Linked DNA regions of Mus musculus: region 2 is linked to region 1. A link is a contact called in public Hi-C data. All regions are on one chromosome and are shown on one strand. Each heading gives the region's core, a stretch centred on a gene start, on an enhancer-like site or on the middle of the called end of the contact. The rest is flanking DNA. Distances are from core to core; before and after follow the strand shown.

Evidence for each region. A called contact is a pair of places that touch in the nucleus more often than the background predicts.
Region 2: a contact with region 1 is called in a Hi-C map of cortical neurons, with 3 times the contacts expected there. The contact joins two enhancer-like sites. A contact is called at or near these places in 4 of 39 promoter capture datasets (the HPC-7 cell line, embryonic stem cells, hippocampal neurons and 1 more) and 1 of 484 Hi-C or Micro-C datasets (cortical neurons).

Annotation. Positions count from the first base shown.
Region 1 is chr7:37,644,085-37,649,985 of GRCm38.p6, forward strand. Zfp536 (zinc finger protein 536) reads right to left here. Exons shown (of 6, transcript NM_172385.2): 3 at 5,602-5,713. Among named protein-coding and RNA genes, the nearest start is that of 4930505M18Rik, 23 kb to the right of the region's middle. Within about 2 kb of position 4,522, at least 13 of the 459 cell types and tissues checked have an H3K27ac peak or open chromatin away from gene starts, as enhancers often do. A contact at or near this core is called in cortical neurons and hippocampal neurons, where this site is marked.
Region 2 is chr7:37,913,750-37,919,650 of GRCm38.p6, forward strand. No RefSeq gene overlaps it. Among named protein-coding and RNA genes, the nearest start is that of Gm22302, 92 kb to the left of the region's middle. Within about 2 kb of position 3,157, at least 16 of the 459 cell types and tissues checked have an H3K27ac peak or open chromatin away from gene starts, as enhancers often do. A contact at or near this core is called in cortical neurons and hippocampal neurons, where this site is marked.

The DNA.
Region 1 (5,901 bases), core at 3,272-5,771:
GGTGGGTGGGTATGGGGGACTTTTGGTATGATGTTGGGAGCCGCCCTCACATTTGCCATTATAAGATGGCGCTGACAGCTGTGTTCTAAGTGGTAAACATAATCTGCACACGTGCAGGGGCAGTTTTCCCGCCATGTGTTCTGCCTTTCTCGTGATGACAACTGGGCCGATGGGCTGCAGCCAATCAGGGAGTAATACGTCCTAGGCGGAGGATAATTCTCCTTAAAAGGGACGGGGTTTTGCCATTCTTTCTCTCTCTCTTGTTCTTGCTTTTTCTCTCTCTTGCTTTCTTGTTCTTTCTCTTGCTTTTTCTCTCTCTTGCTCTTGCTTTTTCTCTCTCTTCTCTTGCTTTCTTGTTCTTGTTCTTTTTCTCTCTCTTGCTCTTGCTCTTGCACTCTTGCTCTCTGGCTCTCTGGCTCTCTGGCTCTCTGGCTCTCTGGCTCCTGAAGATGTAAGCAATAAAGCTTTGCCGCAGAAGATTCTGGTTTGTTGTATTCTTCCTGGCCGGTCGCGAGAACGCGTGTAAGAGTATAGCATTGGAAATGTAAATGAGCTAAATACCTAATAAAAAATGAAAAAAAAAAAAGAAAGTTCCTCTCTGCCTGCTCTCTAGAGTTAAGGCTGTGGTTTTTTCTCCCTGAAGAAATCAGAACTCCACTCCCACTTCATTCCTTGTCTACAGAGCAGTTATGAGCAAATCTAACCTCCATGAGTTCCAAAGGATCCTGGTGAAGATCCAGTAGGACATAAAGCATCCCCTCCATATGTCCACCTTATCAGTTTCGCATAGAACCTGCGATCTCCATTGCTCCTCTGCACTCCCAAAATACCAACCCTGTAGCATGATACAGCGATGATTACCGAGGAAGGGATGCTAGCTTGGGGTCAGTAGAGACACAGCAGGACCAGCCTCTGAGTTCAGCATCTCTGTGGTTCCTAGAGCCCTGCCACCACCTCCCAGAACAGCACTGCCAGCTGGTGGCCAAGTATTCAACGCTTGAGCCTGTGGGGATGGTTTAGGTCAGAGGCTGGTGGTAATTCTTGCTGATTTTGGAAGCTAGTCTTTTAGAAGCACTGGAAATATTGGACAGCTTCTGGCCCACAGGGAGCTCAGCCTAGGGGAGCTGTGAATGAGAAGTGGGGGGATGAGAAGTGGAAGACTTAGGTGCTCTGAGTACCATTTCCTCTGGAAGCCCCTGGCCCTCATTGACCTGACCATGGAGATCTTCTTGAGGGATGGATTATGGGCTCGGGGGCTGTGTCTTGCTCTCTTTAGAGGGGTACTGTCTGAACACTTCTGTTGTAATGACATACGAAGTCAACAGGTGCGTTTCTGTAGCTTTCCTGTTTTATTTTATTGTATTGATATAATTTGTGCAGTACTCAGGATTAGACACATGCTAGGCAAACCGAGCCATGCTTCCATCCATTTTTATTATTTATTTACTTTTTTTTATTGGAAACAAAATTTTGTACAACCTATTGGGGGGGGTGATTCCACTCCCATCTTCTCTTTGATGCTTACTATTTCCTAATCAACTCCACACCCATCCTCTTTCTCATTAAGAGGTTATCTTTTGTCAACTAAGAAATCAAGAAAACCTGGAGAATATTTCTAGGTTAAGCCCATTTTACTAGGGTATCTTGTATTTCAGTTAGTTCTTGAGGGGGGGTGCCTTCACGAATAAACCCTGAACCAAGTTCCAGTTGTTTACAGAGCCCACTAAGTTGTTTACCAAATTTAACAATTACAGATTTTCTTATAATTTTCCTAATTTTAAGCTTCAACAAGCTTCGTAAGAGTACCTGTTCCGTGTTTTCTGATATACTTTCTTTACTCCGTTCACTATTTTAAATTTTTTAGCCTTTTGTGTTTGTAAATAACCCTTAAAGATGGACATTGTAATTAATTCTGATTGCAATAAAACACATTTTTCTAAATTATTTCTTTGCTAAGCCTTAATATTTTCCAGCATCACATAAAACCAGATTTGGCTACTTTCTTGTGTTTTCCATTTAAGTTGAGATTGATAGTTATTTTAAAAAAGAATCTTGAGACAACCTTGCTAGGATAACCTTGAACTCAAGATCCTCCTGCCTCGGCTTAGTAAGTGTTGGGATTACAGCTGTGTACTACCACAACTAGACTTTCAGCGTTTTATTTTGGAACAGGTTCTCTAAGTTGCCCTGGCTGGCTTACAATTCAGCTGCCAGTTAGGCTGAGGTTGTCTGATGGCTCCTCCCTCAGCCTCCTTGGTGTTGGGGCTGTCCTGGCCTAAACATCAGTTATTCAAGACTCCAAAGTCTCTCAGCTGTGTGTCTGCTGGTTGCTGTCAAAATAGGAAAGCTCCTGAAACCCGGGAAAGTGGTGCTCATCCTAGCTGGATGCAGAGCCTTCATTCTGAAGAACATTAATGTTGGCCTCAGACCGCTCCTGTAGACATTTTCTGGGAGCTGCAATTGATCACCATCTCCTCAAAGAGACAGCCACCATGGGGAAGATGGAACAGGAAGAAATCAAAGATCAAGATGTGTGTGTGTGTGTGTGTGTGTGTGTGTGTGTGAGAGAGAGAGAGAGAGAGAGAGAGAGAGAGAGAGAGAGAGAGAGAGTATTTATAACTACACTAGCCTCATGTCCACAAGGATATCTCCCTGAACAAAGATATCATGGATACGGATTTTTTCAAAGCCCAAGCTCTGAAATGCAAGGCCAGATGAAAGAGCAAGGTCAAGTTTGAGGAGAGATACAAGATGAGCAGGAACAAGTGGTCCTTCCAGAAGCTTCAAGCTTCTGTCATTAAAAATAGGAGAGAAAAGAAAAGAGACTTCACCAAGACAAGTGTCCTTTACAGAGAACCGAAAGTGTGTAAGTGAGGAAATATCTCCTGCACAAAATTCCAGACTCTAAGAAACAGCTCAGGGCCAGCTCAAGGCTCTTTCCTCTCACTGGCCGTCGTTGGCCCTTCCCAGTGCAGGCCCTTGGGAGCCTGGGAACGGGAGCTGAAACAAGAGACTGGGAGAGGGATGCCCACATCTCAGTTACCTGTTCTCAAGGCCTGTCTATTGACCCTCAGAGGATAAGAATCTGTTCTTGAAACAATATGAACTAACCAGTACCCCAGAGCGCGTGTCTCTAGCTGCATATGTAGCAGAAGATGGCCTAGTCGGCCATCAGTGGAAAGAGAGGCCCATTGGTCTTGCAAACTTTATATGCCCCAGTACAGGGGAACGGCAGGGCCAAGAAGTGGGAGTGGGTGAGTAGGGGAGCGGGAGGGGGGAGGGTATAGGGGACTTTTGGGATAGCATTTGAAATGTAAATGAAATAAATACATAATTTAAAAAATTGGAAAAAAAAAGAATCTGTTCTTGAAAGTAAAGTTTCAATTTGACTTCCTGGTCACATGACACACATCTCTCAAGTCATCCCAAGGTGTACATTTCCCACCCAGAAAAAAAAAATCCTCATACCTGCTTATGGTCTACACCATAGACCGCACATACCTCAGTCCCCTGCCTGTGAAACCACATTTGCATGGCATTTATGAATAGACATTGCTGGCACTGTTTTATCTTCGTATTAGTTACTGTTGTCGCTCTTTTTCTGTGCCAAACTCATAAACTCTCAGGCACATACATGTAGGAAGAATTAGGCAGAGTATTGGGATCAATGGAGTCTGCAACTTCAGGCTTCCTTATTGACCATATCTCCTGCATATGACAGTCCTGATTGTCCTTTAAGTTCCAGGAAGCCCAAAGTTTAGTCCAGTGACTAGCTGCAAATATGTGCCTTAGTGCTGGGAAACCTGGTGAGCCAAAAGACGCTGCCTGTCCTACAGTATGAAAGCCGCCCAAACTAGGGGTGGTGTGTGTCTCCCTCAGGGGAAACCCATGGCCTTCCTTTCATGTCTGTCCGCAGGAGGCAGGGTTGGGGGTGTAGGGAGCACTCGGTTAGGTAGTTCATTTTTGTTCTCTTTCATATCCCATGCCAAAGGGAGTCAAAGGGGAAGTGGGCAGCATAGCGGAAGTGCCCAGCATGGCGGAAGTGCCAAGCGTGGCGGAAGTGCCCAGCATGGCGGAAGTGCCCAGCATGGCGGCGTTGCTTCCTCTCCTACCCCAAGAAGCACAGAGTACTGAATGTTTCTGAACAAGCTTACGTACTTGTTCTCTCAACAGCCAGTCCCACCAACTCCCTACCAGCGGCCCTCGGCAGCGATGCTAAACCTGGCCCTCGGATACCATGAGCATCCACACTGCAGAATTCCTACCATCAATGTAGCAGCTGAATGCTGTTAGACTCCGAACTCCCCCATCTGTGTTTTGCCTCCCAAGAGGGAAAATAGTCTTCACAGACATTCCCTTATCTGGCAGGCAGATTCCAAACCTTACTGGCAACCACGGGCTTGTTTTCCCAACCCAGCAGCAAAAGAACCAAAAATTGTTCCCGCCTGCGATATGCCGAGGAGGGACCCAGCCAGAAGCTCCGTCTGCAAGCTCTAGGCTGGAGCTCCTGAGCTGCCCACCCCTCTCCTAGAGGGCACCTTGGGATCGGCAAAGTCACAGGCCTGCCAGGCCTCTGATGGCCCCCACTACTGCTTTCGTTAACTGCTCCTTTTTCTCAACATAGAATACACCCACTAAGAAGCTGCGGGAAAACACTCAGCACGGTGTGAAATCAACACTTTCCGACTCAAATAACGGGGTAGGCTAGGGAAAACTTCCAACCTTCTCACTGTAGACATTTTCCTCCCGCAAGAATCACAACAAGGCCTCCATGCCACCACCAGCCTGTCCCCAGCCTCCTGCAAATAGAGGAAGCCACAGACCTGGCCTTTTCACAGGTTGCTATTTCCTCGCATACGCCTCCCTTCCGCCCCCCAGCCCTTCACATTCTTAATCCTGGAACCCTGAACCCAGGCAATTGCTAATAAGCCAATATGGAATGATAAGCGTGGAAGTCTAATTGATAGGAGCCTCTATCGACTGGCCTTGATGTCTATCTGAGCTTCTCAACAGCCCAGATTTAAATGTTTCATTTTATTTTTAACTTTCACTTTCTCCCATTGCAGCAATGTCAGGCAGAGGTACGGTTTCACTATCAGAAAGAATCGCGGTGCAGAATAATTTATGACTTCAGCTTGGGCTTTCAGAAAAGCCATTTCAAATCTTCACTTTGATTTGGTTGTATCAAAACTACTCAAAATAACAGCAGCACTTCTCTTGGAACCAGAAAAACACGAACAGCACCTCAGGATTTTGAGCTGGAGCCTCATCTCTGTCTCGGAAGAAAACTCCAGAAAGGAATTAAGCAACCGAGTAGAAAACACAACATCGGGGGTGAAGCGCCATGAGAAAATAGAACATTGGTCTTCCGGATACTTTTGTTTTAAACCGCCACCACCCCAACCTCAAAGAGATGCTGGTCCCCAGGAGCCACAGCCGATGGTTTTACTGGGTGGGTGTAGGTGCCTCCTCTAGTAGCCAGGAGATGCTTGACTGGGGTGCACAGTAGATGGCTTGAATTGGATTTGTGTGAGCTCAACAGGGCAAACAGGAAGAAGTGAGGAGTGTCCAGGCAGACAGCTCTAGTAGGGTGAGACTTACCTTAACACCCTCACTGCATGCTTGACTTAAGGACTGTCAGTCTAGTAAGAATGTTCCTCGGAAAAGATGCTCTGGTTGCTGAAAGATGGCCAGAGGGGTGGGCCCCAGCTCCCTGTCGAGAAAAAGGAAATAGAGAAAGAAACCATGTAAAGCAAAATGTAACAAATTCAGAAAATCACAGCCATACTTGGAGGTCAAGGAAACTCAGCTGCAAAGGTTAAAGATGAAATCAAATCCAGAGTATGAGAATGGAAATCTATCCCCATGCAAGGCCACCGGTGATGTGCCGTAGACAAGAAG
Region 2 (5,901 bases), core at 1,907-4,406, 270 kb after region 1:
TCCATCAATGGCTTAATCCACTAATAAGGTCAGAGTTTCAGGATCAAATCACATCCCAAAGGCTCATGAACTGGCAGCCAAGCTGTGACACATGAGCCTTTAGGGGATATTTGAGATTCAAACCATGACAGTCCCAAATGCTGACTCAGTCAGTACCTGCTTAGTGAATCCAGCAGCCACCATGGCAGGGAGGAGACACTAACACAATACAACAATCTTGTCTCGTATACTGGGGTAGAAAAGAAGATGGCCGGTTACTTGGGCAGTCATGGGCCGTGCATCCATCCATCCATCCATCCATCCATCCATCCATCCATCACCTAAGGGTTCCAAAAGAGAAGAAGTTTCAGCTGAGCCCTATAGTAAAGGGAGTTGGTGATGCCATGGATTCAGAGAGAAGCCTCAAGCTAAAGGCAAGGTGAGTATACCCCCATGCAAGGGGCCATGACTAAGAGAAAGATTGGACAAGACAAAGAGGGGCAATTTTCAGTACTGCTCTTATTAAGCCATGCCTCCCTCTCATCCAGTAATTGAAGGGGACCTGACCTAGGCCTGTCCCTGTACCCACAGAGAAACAAAGGGAGCCTAGCATGGGGACAAGAGACCTGTGGCTACAGACTTCTGGTCTGCAAACACCAAGCTGAGGTCCCCAGGGCTCCAGGTACAGACTCTAGTTACCATAGTGGATCAGTTGGTGAAACCTGCAGTAGTAACAGCACATTCAGTCAGTGGCTTCACACAGTTGACATCAAATTATTATTTTTCCGCCTTGTTCAAGGTCAGAAGCAAAGGTGAATATATATTTTATGATAAATATACAAATATATGGTAGTGGATGGATGGATGGACTGGAGTGGATGGATGGATGGATGGATGGATGGATGGATACATGTTTGGGTGGGTGGATGGGATGGGATGGATGGATGGATGGATGGATGGATGGATGGATGGATGGATGGATGGATGGAATGGATGATGGATGGATGGATGGAAGGATGGATGGGTGGATGGGTGGATGGAGTAAATGGTGATATGGGTAGATGGATAGTGTAGTGAATAGAAAAAGATGATAGAGTGGTGGATTGGGTGGGTAGATAAATGAACAGACACATGGATGGGTGGACAGGAAAACAGGTAACATGAGTTGGTGATCTCAGTCCCACTCCTCTTCCAAGCCTGGTTTGTTTCCACCCACTACTCTGTGACTCACAGAATAAAGCCAGTGACATTTCAGACCTTGCTGATCAGGCCCCACCTGTTTGATTTTCCTCTGCCTACTCTCATGCAGGATCAGACTCCCTCTCTCTCTGCTGACCCGGCTGGATCATCCTCACCACCTCCAATCCACTTTCACAGATCCACACACTGTGACCATTACCATCCTAGAAGGTTCTCCGGACCAGTCCTCCCCACACCCCTGCACCCTGTTCCATGGTGGGTATCTTATCTCCTGCCCATGGTGAGGTGAATATTTGAGGCCACCACACCATGCTTGCCTAAATTATCAGGAAGTAACTTAGGAAACCTCAGAATCCAGGTTTAAAATTCAACGTACAGGAGCCAAGTTACTGGCAGGTTGTTGGGCTCAAACGGGTGATGACATAAAGTTCTCACCACCCTCACCCGGGAGCTCCAGGCCCCACAAGCTAGGTGATCAAGTGCAGATCTAATCCCCCCTCTTCTCCGTTCCTAATCTCATGTACATGACTAGAAGCTTCTGCAGGATGAGGAAAGGGCAGAGAGGTCAGGGGGCACACTCCTCCCAGGGTCTAGCTGGGGACTGTGTAGTGGCTTAGGCTTCCAACCCCCAAGTTGCTAAGCTGCAGGGAACAGTGAACAGCCTAGAGCTGTTCATCAAAAGCCTTGAAGCATCGGTAGTCCGTCTAAGCCAATGTTGCCCATGGCTGGTTCTGCATGATGAATGGAACACAGGGTGACGGAGGGCCAAGTGGTACCTCTAACTACCGATCTTGCCAGTGTTAGATGGTTTTATGTCAACTTGACACAAGCTAAAGCCATTTGAGGGGAGGAACCCCCAGTTGAGAAAATGCCTCCCTAAGATCTGGCTGTAGGGCATTTTCTTAACTAGTGATCGATGAGGTGTGTGATTGTGTGTAGGGCCACTCCTGGGCAGGTGGTCCTGGGTTCTATAAGAAAGCAGGTTGAGCAAGAGATGAGGAGCAAGCCAATAAGCAGCACCCCTCCATGGCCTCTGCATCAGCTCCTGCCTCCAGGTTCCTGCCCTGTTTGATTTCCTGTCTTGACTTCTTAGATGATGAACAGTATGAGTATATGGATATAAATATATATGAATATATGGAGGTGTGAGCCAAAGAAACCCTATCCTCCCAAGTTGCTTTTGGTCATGGTGTTTCACCATAGCAACAGCAAACCCTAACTAAGACATTACCCATGGTCATCACTGGCAAGGAAGTTACCTGGATCCTCTAAGGCCAAGGTCCAGACCTCTGAGTATCTCACATCTTCATAGCAGCCACACGGCCACACCTGGCCTCCAGGTGTTCTGTGGCAGATGGTACAGTGTGCAGCTGCAGAGCTGAGACATAGCCGTACCACTTCACCTTGTCCCTCTGCCCAAGCCTGCTGGCCTTCCTGGGGAAGACTCATTTCCATATCACACAGACTGTGATCTCTGTGACCTTTTGGGCACATTTACTCCTGGCACGCTGACCAAATGACAGGTCCCCCCTCCGAGACGCCCCAGTCAATGCCCAATATCCACAAAGCTCCTGACCCAACAGAGCCACTTGCCTCCTCCCCCAATCGGGGAACCACCTTCACCATCTGCTTCCTGTACCTACATCCCCCAGCCCCTCCTGACTGTGGCTCTGGAAGACAGATATCTGATCTTAGGGTCCTGACACCCACAGACAGAGTGGGCTCTGTGCAGCCTTGCTGGGTACAGGGGGCCCCCATCAGCTCTGCAGTTGTACACCTGTACTTGAACGTGTGAGCAGAGAAGCCACTGTTTCCCCCTGAAAGAGCCCAGGGTCGCCGGGTCATAGCCTCTGCATTCCCCACCCCCTACCAGGACCCTGCACAGCCTGCCATCCTGCCTCCTGGGGAGCATCTGGGCACAGTGGGCTTGGCGGGCCCTCAGCTTCCCAGGCGGATGTGATGGCAAATAGCAGGCACTTGGCATCGGGTCGGGATTTCTGAGCATAACAGAAATGTCAGGCGGGTTTTAATGAAAGGCTGTGTGCTTCTGGGGATTGACAGGCCAACACACAATCCGGATTTTCAGATGGCTTGTTCTCAGGGCTCTTGGCACAGGCGCCTGAGCTGAGGGGAGCCCCCCGAATGTTCCAGGGGGCAGGGCCATCTCCCCCAACTTGCAGAAGTAGCTACCATCAATTGACAGGCTCCCCTTCCCGTCTCTGGCCACAGTGCTGAGCCCTAATTTAGAAACCAAATTCTTTCTCATCCTAACCCGCAGCAATTGGATGCTTGCCTTTTGCCTACACTTCGTGAGCAACGTGTGGCAGAGGAGGCGGCGTCCCCTCCATTGACGTCAGGAGGGCTGCTGGGAGCACAGTGGCCACCCTAGGCAGGTGCCACAGGGCCAGGTGCCCTGTGGGGACGGGGTGGCTGCTGCTGTGACAATTGGTCCCTAAAAGGAAATCTTGTTGCCTAGCTCCAAGGGTCACAAAACCCTGACAGAAGGGGAAGGTGAGGGGAAAGGCTGGAGAAGGGCCAGTTACCCTCAGCAGAGGGTAGTAGATGAACATACATGTGACAGGTTTGCATGACCCAAGGTGCCTCACTCTGTAGTGAGGGCTGCTTAGGGGCTGGGTAGCTGCAAGTGCCAGAGCTGGTGCTGACTGAGCCAGACAAGTAAGACTAGAATGAGCACTGGACAGGCAGGCTGGAGAGACCAGGGTTATCCATCTCTTCACTACTATCCCTTTTATATCCCCTCTCTTCTGATGACACTGCCCCATCCCTGCTTCTAGGAGTTCAGCATCTGCCCAGGAAGCAAAAAACAGTCACTTTTTGTCATAGATTTCCTTAGCAAATCAGTTTCAAGAATTTTGGGGGCTCCCGATTTTAGGGGTTTCTGTATGTGGGTGCTTGGTTGTGTCGCTGTAGGCCTGGGTATAGAACTGAGCATCATGACAGAGAGGCCTGATGGAGGAGAGACGCCATTCAGTAGAAAGAAAGACAGAAAGGGACCAGGGATAAGATGTACTCTCCATAGACGCCCCGCCCCCGTGACCTATTTCCTCCAACCAGGCCCCACCTCCTAACAGTCCACTGAGCACCTAACTCAACTTAGGGTCTATCCATGGTGACGTTGGCGCCCTTCACGATGGAACCACTTCTAGGAAGCACCATGAGCGGTGGAGCCTTTTGCAGAGACACATCATATTCAAATGACAACAACCACTAAGGGGAGTGAACCTGGCAGTGTGGACAATACGGGAATGATGGCTTCTCCAGACTCCGCTGGGCTTTGAAGAAGCCTGGCGCTCTCACATGGGAGCTGCTATTCAGGGGGATCCCAACCTCCATCGAGACTTTTATCTCAGGCTCCTTATTCAGACCTCCAAGACAGGTGGACCCTGTCTCCCTGGCTAAACTAGGGGCATGTCTGGGCAGCCCCAGTAGAGAGAGGTGATCCAAGGTCTCAAAGCAGGCTGGGTATGCCTCCTTGTTATCCTATCTTTCCCTGAAAGCAACTAGCTGTGAGGTACCTCACTCCAAATCCCTTCCTCTGGTAGACTGAATCTGGGAACCCATACCCAGGTGCCCTGAGCTTCTGGGCTGAGAGGAAAGCCAGTTTTCCTAGGAGCAATCTGAAACGGCTGCCTGAAAGAAACTAGTGGGTTAGGTTAATACGAGAGCCATAGGCAAGTAGGCAGGTCCAGTACAGGCTCTCTGTGCTGAACAGGACAGGGATAGGTCCTCCAGAGACCCTGGTTGCTAAGCAGGTGAGCACAGGCATACCCTTCTTCAGGCCAGGAGAGGTCATTGATACGGCGAGGACAGACAGCAGAAACATGCACCCTGAGGGTTGCAGGAGGAGTCTAAGCTGGCAACGAGAAATGGGAGCCAAGAATTGGCTCCAGGTGGATTGGGAAGGCATTCTGCAGAGGACATGTCCATGGTCACCAGAGACGGCTGGGTGTGTAGGGTCTGAGCCTCTGGTCACACCAACACTCTCAGCTCCACTCCCACCCTCACTGGGTCTTGTATGAAATACATGCCTGTCACTCCGCCATTCCAGACTCTTCCCTGACCCTGCTCTCTCTCTGGCCACTTGGCCACTGGGCCATTTTCAGCTCCTCGAAGGCACTGGGCTTCCTCCCAGGCTGCTCTAGTTGCCAGCGCTGCTCTGGGTCCCTGTGGCTGGCTCCTCTGCTCAGATGTCGCTCTAGCAGAAAGCCCCGCCCCTCCCGTTCCGGTTCTCTCTGTTCTCTAGCATCCATTCCTAGACCACCACCCTGTGGGGGTCCCCTGAGACTCAGCTCCATTCTAGGGAGTTTATGCTTTTTTTGTTTGATTTTATGTTTACTCTCCTCTGTGTGTCCCCCGCCGCCGACCCCTGCTTGATTGACCACGATGACTTGGGAAATCCAGAGCGCTGTGATTCCTAAGACAGGGCTAGCCTGGCACAACGGAGGCATTTTAGCAATGCAGGCAGAAGGACGGAACTGACTGAACGGCTCCAACATATTCACATTGGCCTCTCCAAAACACATTGACTGGCCTCTGCCTATGAGGCTGCTCTCTCCACTAGATGTGGAAGACACCCAAGAGCTGGCCCAGGTTTGTCCCCAGGATACACCCAAGGTACCAGCTGGCAGACCCAGGTTCCTGGCTGACTAGAAAGACAGGACAGGATGGGTGGGTGAGCTTGTTCTCTGCCCTGTCACCTCC